4 separate regions of the Mus musculus genome follow, and regions 1, 2 and 3 are each linked to region 4. A link is a contact called in public HiChIP or PLAC-seq and promoter capture Hi-C data. All regions are on one chromosome and are shown on one strand. Each heading gives the region's core, a stretch centred on a gene start, on an enhancer-like site or on the middle of the called end of the contact. The rest is flanking DNA. Distances are from core to core; before and after follow the strand shown.

Evidence for each region. Promoter capture Hi-C pulls out the DNA fragments that hold promoters and counts their contacts. HiChIP or PLAC-seq counts read pairs in DNA pulled down with a chosen protein or histone mark.
Region 1: a contact with region 4 is called in a promoter capture Hi-C map of embryonic stem cells, with 4 times the contacts expected there. The contact joins the enhancer-like site here to the promoter of Pja2 in region 4. A contact is called at or near these places in 2 of 39 promoter capture datasets (embryonic stem cells and hippocampal neurons), 4 of 115 datasets of contacts at active chromatin or transcription factors (the NIH/3T3 cell line, embryonic stem cells, forebrain and 1 more) and 1 of 9 other capture datasets (embryonic stem cells).
Region 2: a contact with region 4 is called in a promoter capture Hi-C map of the 3T3-L1 cell line, with 3 times the contacts expected there. The contact joins the enhancer-like site here to the promoter of Pja2 in region 4. A contact is called at or near these places in 2 of 39 promoter capture datasets (both in the 3T3-L1 cell line) and 3 of 115 datasets of contacts at active chromatin or transcription factors (craniofacial prominence, embryonic stem cells and forebrain).
Region 3: an H3K27ac HiChIP or PLAC-seq map of vascular smooth muscle cells shows a contact between it and region 4, with 4 times the contacts expected there. The contact joins the enhancer-like site here to the promoter of Pja2 in region 4. A contact is called at or near these places in 2 of 39 promoter capture datasets (both in the 3T3-L1 cell line), 1 of 15 datasets of contacts at CTCF or cohesin (the NIH/3T3 cell line), 1 of 484 Hi-C or Micro-C datasets (muscle stem cells) and 3 of 115 datasets of contacts at active chromatin or transcription factors (embryonic stem cells, fibro-adipogenic progenitors and vascular smooth muscle cells).

Annotation. Positions count from the first base shown.
Region 1 is chr17:63,533,302-63,536,001 of GRCm38.p6, reverse strand. No RefSeq gene overlaps it. Among named protein-coding and RNA genes, the nearest start is that of Fbxl17, 34 kb to the right of the region's middle. Within about 2 kb of position 1,286, at least 8 of the 459 cell types and tissues checked have an H3K27ac peak or open chromatin away from gene starts, as enhancers often do. A contact at or near this core is called in embryonic stem cells, where this site is marked.
Region 2 is chr17:63,711,717-63,714,416 of GRCm38.p6, reverse strand. No RefSeq gene overlaps it. Among named protein-coding and RNA genes, the nearest start is that of Fer, 150 kb to the left of the region's middle. Within about 2 kb of position 1,351, at least 45 of the 459 cell types and tissues checked have an H3K27ac peak or open chromatin away from gene starts, as enhancers often do.
Region 3 is chr17:63,677,179-63,679,878 of GRCm38.p6, reverse strand. No RefSeq gene overlaps it. Among named protein-coding and RNA genes, the nearest start is that of Fbxl17, 180 kb to the right of the region's middle. Within about 2 kb of position 1,443, at least 51 of the 459 cell types and tissues checked have an H3K27ac peak or open chromatin away from gene starts, as enhancers often do. A contact at or near this core is called in the NIH/3T3 cell line, muscle stem cells and vascular smooth muscle cells, where this site is marked.
Region 4 is chr17:64,330,474-64,333,173 of GRCm38.p6, reverse strand. It overlaps Pja2 (praja ring finger ubiquitin ligase 2), which reads left to right and starts at 1,291. Exons shown (of 10, transcript NM_001025309.1): 1 at 1,291-1,378.

The sequences.
Region 1 (2,700 bases), core at 37-2,536, 800 kb after region 4:
AAACATGGAGGCATGATGGCTCAGTGGTCTTCTTTGATCCTATGTAGGCGTTGTGTGCAGAGGTTTCACTGAAATAGTAACAAAGAATAACAAACATTAACAGACTCTGAAAGTAGCAACTCTTCCCGTTTCCATGTCTTATTTGGCTACCTCCAATATCGACGTATGAGTAATGTGCTCACTCATTGCACCTTTTATTCTGGCCAAGTTTTACTTCTGCAACCCATCTCCCAATATAATGTTCTGATTTCTAGAGTGTAAACCTACTGAGAAGACGTTTTGAGAGTTTAGTATACACTATATGTTAGAAGCATTCGATTCAGAGTGGAATATTTTGAATAAATAAACAAAGTATCTTCTGAAATGGATTAATGAGTAAATGTATCAGACAGTGATTTAGACCCAAAACACTACAGGCTTCATGAACAAAACCTCTGCATGTACATACTACTTTCTCGGTTAATGAAGAGATTTAAGGGGCATGGGGAACTGAGTTACCCAGTTGGGAACTGTGAAAAAAAAAAATCAAAATTAGTTTAGGAAACCAAGCGTGGTTAGCTAAAATGGGGACGTAATCGGTTACAGCCACAGTGAGAGACAAATTAAAGCCACAGCTTTTGAAGATCAGTGGGACTCAGGGTCACAGCTTCAGAGGGTTAGAGTCCATGACGCAAGAACATGGTGGCGGAAACAGGTGAAAAGTTATAGCTACATCCAAAAGTAAGAAATAAAGCGAAAGAGACACGCTGGGGTGGGCAAGAGTCTTTTGAAGCCTCAAAGCCTGTCGCCAGTGACACACCTTCTCTAACAAGGCGACACATCCTAATCCTTCCGAATCAGTTCCTGCAAATAGGTGAGCATAAGGAGCCACTCGCATTCAAACTATCACGTGATCCTAAAGCGCTAGGAGGAGGCTCTTTTAGGAGATACTGGTCCAGTAAGTCCCACCCCCTGGTGCAGTCCACGTGAGTTCCCATGAGGCTTTGTTGGGTCTGCTCACCATTAAAAAAGATTTCACGCATCTATGCCATAACACCCTGATCATGCCTGATCCTGTTTGATCCTGAACGCTCAGATGGGAGAAGGATGTAGTGTCTCTTTGCTCCTCTTCTGTCTTTTTCTTTCCGATGATGCCCAGAGGCTAAATGTGCTTTCTCTGGTACTTTAGGCTTCCTTATCTTTCAGTTCGTGCCACGCAACTGCTTTTGCATCGTATGGCTAACCTTCTAGATGTTCATTCAAACACAGGACAAAGGCTTAGGTATCTGTTTAGCATATCAAAGTGGACCTGGCTCCCAGGTTCTCCCAGCATCCCTCAGTCCCTACCTTCTTACAGGTTATGGCTGGCGTCCTGGCGCCCTAACCCGGAACTCTACAGGGCTACACTTTCCCCAGAGACTCTTCCCTATACAATCCAGACATTTTGGTTATCGGTTCTATTTGTACCTTTGGCTTCCTGCTGCTGCACTGGATTCCCATCTCTCTTCCCTCCCTTCCTCTGCTCACAAGGCTCAGAGTCATAGTCACACCTGGACTCTTCCAGGTGTGTCTGCCTCTGGCTATGCTCTCCCTCTTATCTGCAATAAACTTTCTCCTCCACCATACCTAGGGGCAGTCATGTCCTGTCCTTCCCTTTTCTTTCCTTTCTTTATTCTCCCCTCTCCTCTCCTCTCCTGCCCTCCCCTCTCCTCTCTTTTTCAGTCTGTTAAGTTCTTTTACTAATGAGACCCCAAGATGGGACCCTGATACTTTGGGTGTCAATGTTAAACAAAATGTGATAATGCACATACGTGTGAGTGTGTGTGTGTGTGTGTGTGTGTGTGTGTGTGTGTGTGTGTGTGTGTGTGTTGAGAGTAATTAAAACATATTTTGGTTGAACTCAAGTAATACCAGTTTACCATGCTACCTAATTTTCCCTATATCTAGCTTCTCGCTTGACCTTTTCCCCTCCTAACTACAGGAAATACTGTACCACTGATCTTATAGCTCTGGGCAACTTTTTATATTTTAAGAATGAGTTTTTCTAAGTCGGTTGACCTTGGAATCACTCTGTAGCACAGCAAGGTCTTAGCTTGTGATACTTTTGCCTCAACCTCCCAAGTAGCTGGGACACCTGGCCCAAACCACTTACTTACAAGGCCCTGCTCTGTAGCAAGCCTATTTACACAGACAGTGAAATGGACCAGAACAAAGGTGATTTAAATTAATTTTTGCTTTCCTATGCAACTAAGCCAATAGTGTTTGTCAGTGATAATACTGTCAAATAGAAGAACAGTTATATCCATAATTCTTTGAAAAATGAAGTCATTTTTAATTTGCTGGAGTTTTTCAAAGAAGAAAATGTAAACACAGGAAATAAGTTGGTACAGCTTGTCCTAAACAGATCCTGTGAAATTGTGTAAGGGAAGGCAGGAACTAATAGAAATTTGTCTTAAATTAAAAGTTAGCCTGGAGAAACGGGTCAAATGAAAAAAACAAGGAGAAGTTTGAAGGGCTGATTCTTAGTAATCAGCATTACCATTACTACGTGCATCTGTAGGACTGGTCTGGAGGAGATCTCTCAGGGAACTGGGGATTAAACAGACTTTTCCTTTGTATAACAGGAAGGATTTACTTGTTAAGACCCCACTCACTGAGTTGTTAATGAATCATTTCCCTACCACAGAGATGTAGAAGAGCTGATTTGAGACAATTACTGGT
Region 2 (2,700 bases), core at 102-2,601, 620 kb after region 4:
TTGGAATTAAAGGTGTGCACCACTATGCCTGACTAGCCTATGATTTTTTTAACTTTTAGTAATATATTTTAAAACCTTGTTTTCTTGTGATGCTAAACTCTTACTTATTAAACATGGTTGTGTGTGTGTGTTTTAAAGGGATTGGGAGGGGAATATATATATATATATTCAGGCTCAGCTCGTTTTGTTTTAATTCCTAACTTTATTTTTTTAAAGGTTCTACATCAAGACTTTTACAAATGACAGCTCAATGTCACAGGAGGAAAAATATAATCACGGCTCACTCTGTACTCCAATCCCTACACTGATTCCCACCAGCCCTCAGCAAGGACAACAGAGAGGGAATTTTGAAGATCCCGCATCATGTTACCCTCTGGATTCAGTTGCTGTGAACAAAGCTGATTGTGGTAGGAATCCTGGCTAAACAGAAGCTCTGAGTGACTTCGATTTCCCCGTACCTAGCTTCCATGGCTAGGCCCTTTTGTTACCTAGAAATGACTAAAGCATTTCAATGGGGATTGCTATTCTTAAGCAGACCACTGGGAAAGAAGCAGGGCCTCAAGGAAGAGAACGACGTTTCCCAAGTGGATCAATCACAAAGTGCACGATATCTTGAGAAGAAGGGGTACAGCATAAGCTACATCATGCTTTGGGGGCAGGATTTTAAAGAATCAGATGTGAAAGGGCCTCTCAAATATATATATATGAGAATTCATATACACACACACACACAAACACACACACGTCAAGAGAGAAACAGACTATCCAACTCATAAAAATGGGTAGTCAAATTTAAATTAAATATAATAGAAGATTGGTGATACACACACACATATAATTCATATATATATGTAGATGTATATATATATATATATATGTATGTATATATATATATATATGTAGATGTATATATATGAATTCAGGTCCTGAGAGAAGTATAATAACTAAATATAGGACAAAGGAGAGCCATTTCACATACTCTTTCAGTAGAAATACAGCAAAAAGAAAAAAAGAAAAAAAAAGGAAGCAAAGGAAAAATGTTTCAGAGGAACTTGGGGCTTGCAAAGTGGGTCAAGTGTAAAGAATATTAATTCTAATATGCAAGGCAAGCAGTCAAGGGTGAAGGACTGGAGACTGTTAATCCATCCTTTCTAGGCCAGACTGAGCACCACCCAAATCATGCCAGGAAAGGTTTAACTTGGGGCCATGAACTTAGAGGGAAATTGAGTAACGCCTATAAATTCTATTTACTCCCCTTTCCAGATCGTTAAAGACATTAAACTAGACCCAAGCCAACACAGACCCTTGCACAGCCCACGACACACGGCCCTAGAGTCAATCATGCTGCGATGAATCACTGGCCCGTTGCTCATAATCACCCAAGCATCCTAAATATGACTATAAATAGATTCTTACACAAGCCTGGTTTTTATTAATGTTGCAAACAGGATTGGGAGGTCCCAGACAGAGATCCATTTTCTCCTGTACTCATTCATTGCAAAGCATCTCCCTTCTTGGGAGTATCCCTGATAGGATGTGCCCTCTCTCTGCAGATGAATGTTATGCGGTGGGCATACCTCCGCCTTGCTCCAGACATTTATAACTTTGCTTTTTCAATAGCTGCACTGTATCCTTTTCATCTGTTGACCTAAGAACAAGCAGATTATGGTATCCCCACTCACAATTTGTAAAAGAAAAGCATGTGGTTTGTTCTTCGCTTACTTCTTTGCTCCTGGCTTCGCTTTCAGCAGGACCCCTAGTTTCCACCCAGGGCCACTGGGTAAGTTTCTTTAACACCATTTAAGACCTTCCAGACTTTGCTGTATACAATATATATCCATTCTATACTACAAATTGAAATTTTCTTATCCTAAATTTTACAATTTTTTTCTTTTCTATAGACCTTATTTACATCATAGATCTGAAAGGTATTTTGGATCCCTTTAAAGTCACATATCTCTGATTTTACGACTTATATCTTTCCAGGACTATGTTATTTTCAGCTCTTTATTTCTCCATCACTTAGTAATAAAACACAGTGTGTGCACAGTGGAGGATCAAGCCGTTCTCTAAGATGTTTTCTTCTGATGATACAAAACAGGGAAACAAGCTTCATTAAATGAATCACAAAATGGTGCAACGGTACAGTGTGTGATTAGCATCCAAACAAAAACCGACATGGTCCTAAGGGAAAAGTGCTAGCGTGTGATATGAAACCTGAACTCAGGGAGTTCACTCTCAGGTCTGCAGCGCTCAGGTGGCACTGTGAACTCAGGATACTTTCCCAGGCCTCGCCTCTAAATTCATGCTTTTGGTTTTTGTTCTTATTAATTATTTATGCTCCTTATATCCTAATTGCATCTTCCCTTCCCTCCCCTCCTCCCAGTCCCTCTCTCCTGCCTCCTCCCCTTCTCCAGGGGAGCCCTCCCATGGATATCAACCAGCCTTGGCACACCAAGTTGCAATAAGACTAGGCACATCTTTTGTTGAGAGTAAACAAGGCAGCCCAGTTAGGAGAAAGGGATCCAAAGGCAGGCAGTGTAATCAGAGACAGCCCCTGCTACTTGCTCAACTATGTTCATAGCAGCTTTATTCATAATAGCCAGAAACTGGAAACAACTTGGATGTCCCTTGACTGAAGAATGGATAAAGAAAATGTGATACATTTATACAATAGAGTATTACTTGGCCATTAAAAAT
Region 3 (2,700 bases), core at 194-2,693, 650 kb after region 4:
TCCCCCTCCACCCTCTCCCCCCTCCCCTCCCCCTTCTCTCTCTCTCTCTCTCTCTCTCTCTCTCTCTCTCTCTCTCATGTTCCATCTCCTATTTCCTGTCTCAGCTCATTGGCCATAGTCTTTTTTATTGACAAGTTGGGCTTCCATAAAGTAAATAATAGGTTCTCTGTACCTATAGCCTCAGTTGGCAAGAAAAGCACTAGTCTGGGGAGTGGAGGGATTGGTTCTTTTTAAATATTTTTAAATCCTTCAAAGTTAGCATACTTACCTGGGGACTATACATGAAGGTTTGATGGAAACTCCAATTTCATACTAGTCCCTTCTGGTGAACAGCTTCAGGAATCAATCCCTGGATTTTCAAGTAGAAATATATCTATTCCCCAAGTTCAGTCTACTTCATAGATGGTACTAGAGTTATCTTTTCAGAAGGGGACTGTTAAGGTAACCTTGAACAGTTCCATTAGGGAGAGCTCATTTCTCCTGCTCAAAAATCTGCCCTTATCTTCAGGTGGACGCCTAACATTCAACCTTCTCAAAGTACAAGGGTTAATCCAGCTGGGCCTGTCCGTCATCTGTGCAGGGCCCACTCTCCCAAGTCCCACAGCCAGTGATGGGGCAGCGCTGGATAGACGTCCTCTCTAGTGACCCCGGGGCCAGCCCTCCCAGTTACTACAGGTCACGGTGAGGGGGAGGGGAAAGAGCATCACAACGCACCCATGCCATCTCACCGCAGACAAGTGCCCTCACCCTTGGGGCTGGTTCACCTGCAATCCCTCCACCAGGGCCAGCTCTACTGTGCTGACTGGCGAGGCTCAGGGCCCATTCTCCCGAGAGCCGCCAGCAATGAGAGATGGAGCCAGCTCTCCAGAACAAAACATCCAGTGAGGGACGAGGCCATTCTCTCTGGCACCCCTGGCACCTCTTGAAACTTTCCCAGGTTCTCAATGCACATAGTGGTCAAGGCTCTAGACCCAACACAGGGAACAACAGCACATAGGGATCTTCTCTCTATGCTGTATGGTCTCCATAGATGGCCTGCCTGCCGAAATCTGCTTTGAACAGATCTTCTTCAGTTTCACTAATCTCTTCACTGTGAGAGTGAAGGGAGTTGGTTAGCGGCAAGGGGTAGGATTTTCCCCTTTATCACTATATACTTTAGCCCCTACTCTTGCCAGAAAGGTAGTGGTAAGTCCCCAAGCTTAGACCCTTGTTACTAAATTTCAAAGTCTGGGCCTTTAAGTAGACAGAGCAGGACCTAACATCTTTTGTGGTAACAGCAAGAGAGTCTCTCAAATCCCACAAAGATGTAGTCATCTTTCCTAGTATAACAAACATCTGATCTTTGTGAGTTTCATAACCAATTGCAGATGCAGCTGGGGGTTTTCCACTACATTCTTCGAGATTCTCCCTGTCAACTTTTTAGCAAGTGATGTCATCACTAAGGGCCTCCAGGGAGCAGAGGGATTGCATGTGTCTTGAGTCTGTGTCCAGATTACAATGGTGTATATAAATCACATTACAGTATTTGAAAATATGTGACTCGTTATTTTCTTTGGACCACTGAAGTGCAGCATTTAAAAAGTCCAAATTAAAATTTTTGGTTTATTTCCCAGACTAGAGCTCATTGTATCCAGAGATTTATGAGTTCCTTCAGAGAGATAAGACCCAACTTCATTCCACTCATAAGAAGAAAAATAACCACTGTAGATACCCCGTGGCTTCTATCTCCTGTAGCAAGCTTCCTGTCTCCAAATTCCTAAGGATTGAGAGGACAAATAAACAGAGGATCTTGGGTGGACAGGGGAGAATATCACAGCAGGATGGGGAACATGCTTCACCAGACAACTGAAAAATAAAAATAAAAAAGAGGGAATAGAAACAAAATCTCCCAGATAGTGTTTGATGTTTTCATACGTAATACAAATATGAAGAACATGTTAGTGGCATGTATCATGAATCAGTTTAAGGCATTATTGTCACAGGCACTTGACTGCAGTAAGAACTACAATGTACATTTATAATGAGTAAATGTCATCTTTTGTGCTGTCCACCAAGTCCTCTTAAGAGATCCCTGTGAGAAGGGGAGGGACCCCAAATGGCATGATCAAGGTGGGACATAAAATCACAGCAGGACAAGTCACCAGTGTTTAAGAGGGGTTAGCGTGCTTGGCCTTGATCTGAACAAAATAAAGTGAATGAAACTTCCCAGGAAATATTTCTGGAGTACACTGAGGCCAACTGTTTGGTTGGACAATACTCTAGTCAAGTGTTGCGCTAGAACACATGAGACGGGTACACAGATCTGAGTCTAGTGAGACAATCTAGGCAGTGCTTGGAGCAGGATTTAAGTATCAGAAGCAAAGCATTGATTACTCTCCATTGTTGAATTTTCAAGGTGTCAATCAACTCCTAACAATGGTAATGGTTTTTTTTTTAATTTAACATTAAGTTTATTTATTTATTTGTTTATTTATTTGTTTGTTTATTATTTGTGTGCATGTGTTGGATGCGGGCGAGTGTGTGGGAGTTCAGAGGACAGTTTATGGCAGTCCACTTTTCTCCTTCCATAGCGTGGATCCTGGGAATTGAACTCTGGCCAGCTGCCTTGGCAGTGAGTGCTTTTACCCACGGAGCCACCTTGCAGGCCCCAAAGTAGCTTTTATTCTGGTGCCTGCGCTCCACTTCCACTCCACAGCAAAG
Region 4 (2,700 bases), core at 42-2,541:
AAAATATATGCTACTGGGGTATTCTGGGAATTAAACTTGGTTTCACAAAATGTCTAGCAATTTCTCGTGTTTTTATGGGAAATGTCGAATCATTTCTTTACATCGATGGTAGAAAAAGTAGTTTCAGTTCACTGGCAGATTTTACAGCTAAAGGACATCACAAGAAGTGGGGCTCTTAATCTGTGTGGGTAGGGAGGCCACGTGATAAATATATCCTGGGCTTTTGAGCTCTGGGTGATGAAGCTGGGGGTGGGGGCGGGGAGTTAAGAGAAGAGAGCTAGGCTGTAATCAGAGAAGCAGGCAGGCTTCAGGATGAGAAAAGGGGACATGTGCATCACTGACATAACGAACTTAAACTGTGACTGGGTTTAAATTAAGCAAGGTGTCCAGGGACTCCAGCTGTTGTATTTATTTTGGTTGCATGAGACGAGAGCTGATAACTCCGAGCCTGACACCCGATATAACTTAGCTGTCAGCTGCTAAACTCTGGTCAGGCCAAATCTACATCTCACCTATAGCTGCTTTATACAAACAGAATCAGAGAGCAGGGCGAGGGTCTGACCAGTGGTGGGCGGGTACCACGCACCACAGAGAACCACAGCAAACAAGCTCTTCGTACGTTTCTTTCCCTCGCTGCTATCAGAATTGCAACTGGTTTCGGATTTTCTTTTCTTGTACTTCAAATTGCAAATACTGGGTAACTTCTCACAGCCTTGGGAACCGAATTCTGCACCTCCATTTTGCTGGGGGGCATGCGGGAATGGAGGGAGAAGTGTAACTGCGCCAGTCCTGCGCTCAGCTCTCCACACCCCCTTCCCTTCGGGAGACCCCGCCCTTTTCTCCCAGCCAAACCACAAAAGGCCTGACAGTGGATCGGGCCTCGGCGCCCCGCCCCCGCCCAAACGTCGCAGTGCTGCAGGGGCGGGCGCAGGGCCAGAGAGGGGGCGGAGCCAAGCGCGTCTCCACTCTCCTCGGCCAATCCGCGAAGGGCCTGGGAGAGAGCTTGCAGGCGCCAGGCAGAGAGACAGCCCCAGTTATTTTCCCTTTTTCTGCCACGTCCAACCATGACGTAGGCCTACTTCTAGGACTGCGATTGGATGCGTGCTTTTCCCCCTGCAGAGGGCCGTGAAGTCTATTGGCTGCGCCCTCAGGGGGCGGGGCTAAAGCGCTCCCTTCCTCCGCCTCCTTCGCAGCGCAAGGGGCGGGACGCGCCGCCGCCGCCGCCGCCGTCACCACCTCTGCTTCCGCCGCCGCCGCCGCCGCCGCCGCTGCAGCCGCTGCGCGTTCGGCGGGGGAGGAGTCGGAGGCGGAGAAGAAGGCGGTGGTGGCGGGTGGAGGATCGAGCGCTGTTCTCGCTCTGGAGCCGCTGCACATCTCGGTGAGGGCAATTTTTATTTTTTTCTCTCTCCATTCTGGCTGATTCTGTCAGAGCGGATCTGGGTGAGGGAGCCGCTGCCCAGGCGCCTCGGCTTCGGGGGTCTCCGAGGAACGGACCGAGCCGTGGCCGGCCATGGTGGGTGGGGTTGGCGACTGAGAGGCCTCCGGCCATCCCGCCCGGGGCCGCGCTCTAGCCCGAGCCGCCGCGCCCGCCGCCCGCTCGCTCCCGCCGGCTGTCTGCTGTCCTTGGTGCCCTGGTCAAGGACCCGGCGCCTTGCCCCTCGCGGCCCGCCAGTGCCGCCCACCCTCAGGCCCGCCGCGGAGGACCGTGGCGCACTAGGCCTGCGGGGCCCCTGCCCGGCCCGGCACGGCACGCCTTCCATCCCTGCCTCCCGGATTTGCGTCCTCCCCGATTGTCACCGAGGCCCAGGCACCCTGTCAGGCAGTGCCAGTGGCCTACCGTCTTCTTGGTCAGCGTTAGGCCCCAGCACGCCTGTCAGAGGCACCTTCAGGGCTCCCCTCCCCGCCCCCACCCGCACCTCCACCCCCACCCCAAGATGCCTCCAGGTTTATCATTTTTTGCGCACATTAAAAATGGTGAGTTGAAAGCTGCCCAGACCAAGTTGAATAAAATAAAACAAAAAAAAAAATTGTATGTCTACATAGACAACTGCTTTGACGATCCTCATTCTGTCAAGTATACGATTCTTTTTTTTTTTTTTAAAGAGGCCTTACTCTATTTTTATCACGAAATATTTGCTATTATTTCTTTTAAGATGGCAGTCATTGCTGAAGACTTAACAGGTCATTTGATGAGTGTATACAGGAACGTAAAAAAATAACAGAAATAAACGTAACATGTTTGTGATTGTCTTCTGGATTTCATGTCTTTTTATATGAAATAATTTTATTCTTCTATTACAGACATGCACCCTCCGTGTAAAATTCAGCAGTATAAAGAGAGAAGTATTAAATAAATACTAATATGTGACTATTTTCATCCTTCAGTGCCCCACCAGTATTTCGGTTTGGTGGTCATCTTTCCAAGTGCTTTCACAAACGCATCTTGAAAGATACACACACATGCAGAGTTGTCTCCTTCAGGGATGGGGGTGAGGGCTATGCTGAGCACATTTGTGTAAAGCTTGCTTCTTCTAATTATATATCTTGGACATAGACTCCCGTTTTATGTAGGCCTCCCTAATACTTTTTCTATCTAAGGGTACATCCTATTTCTTTAATTTGATGGACTTTAATTAAGTATTCCTACTGAAAGCCGTTTCAGTGCTTGCAGTTGAAAGTTATGCTTTATACTAAAGGTAA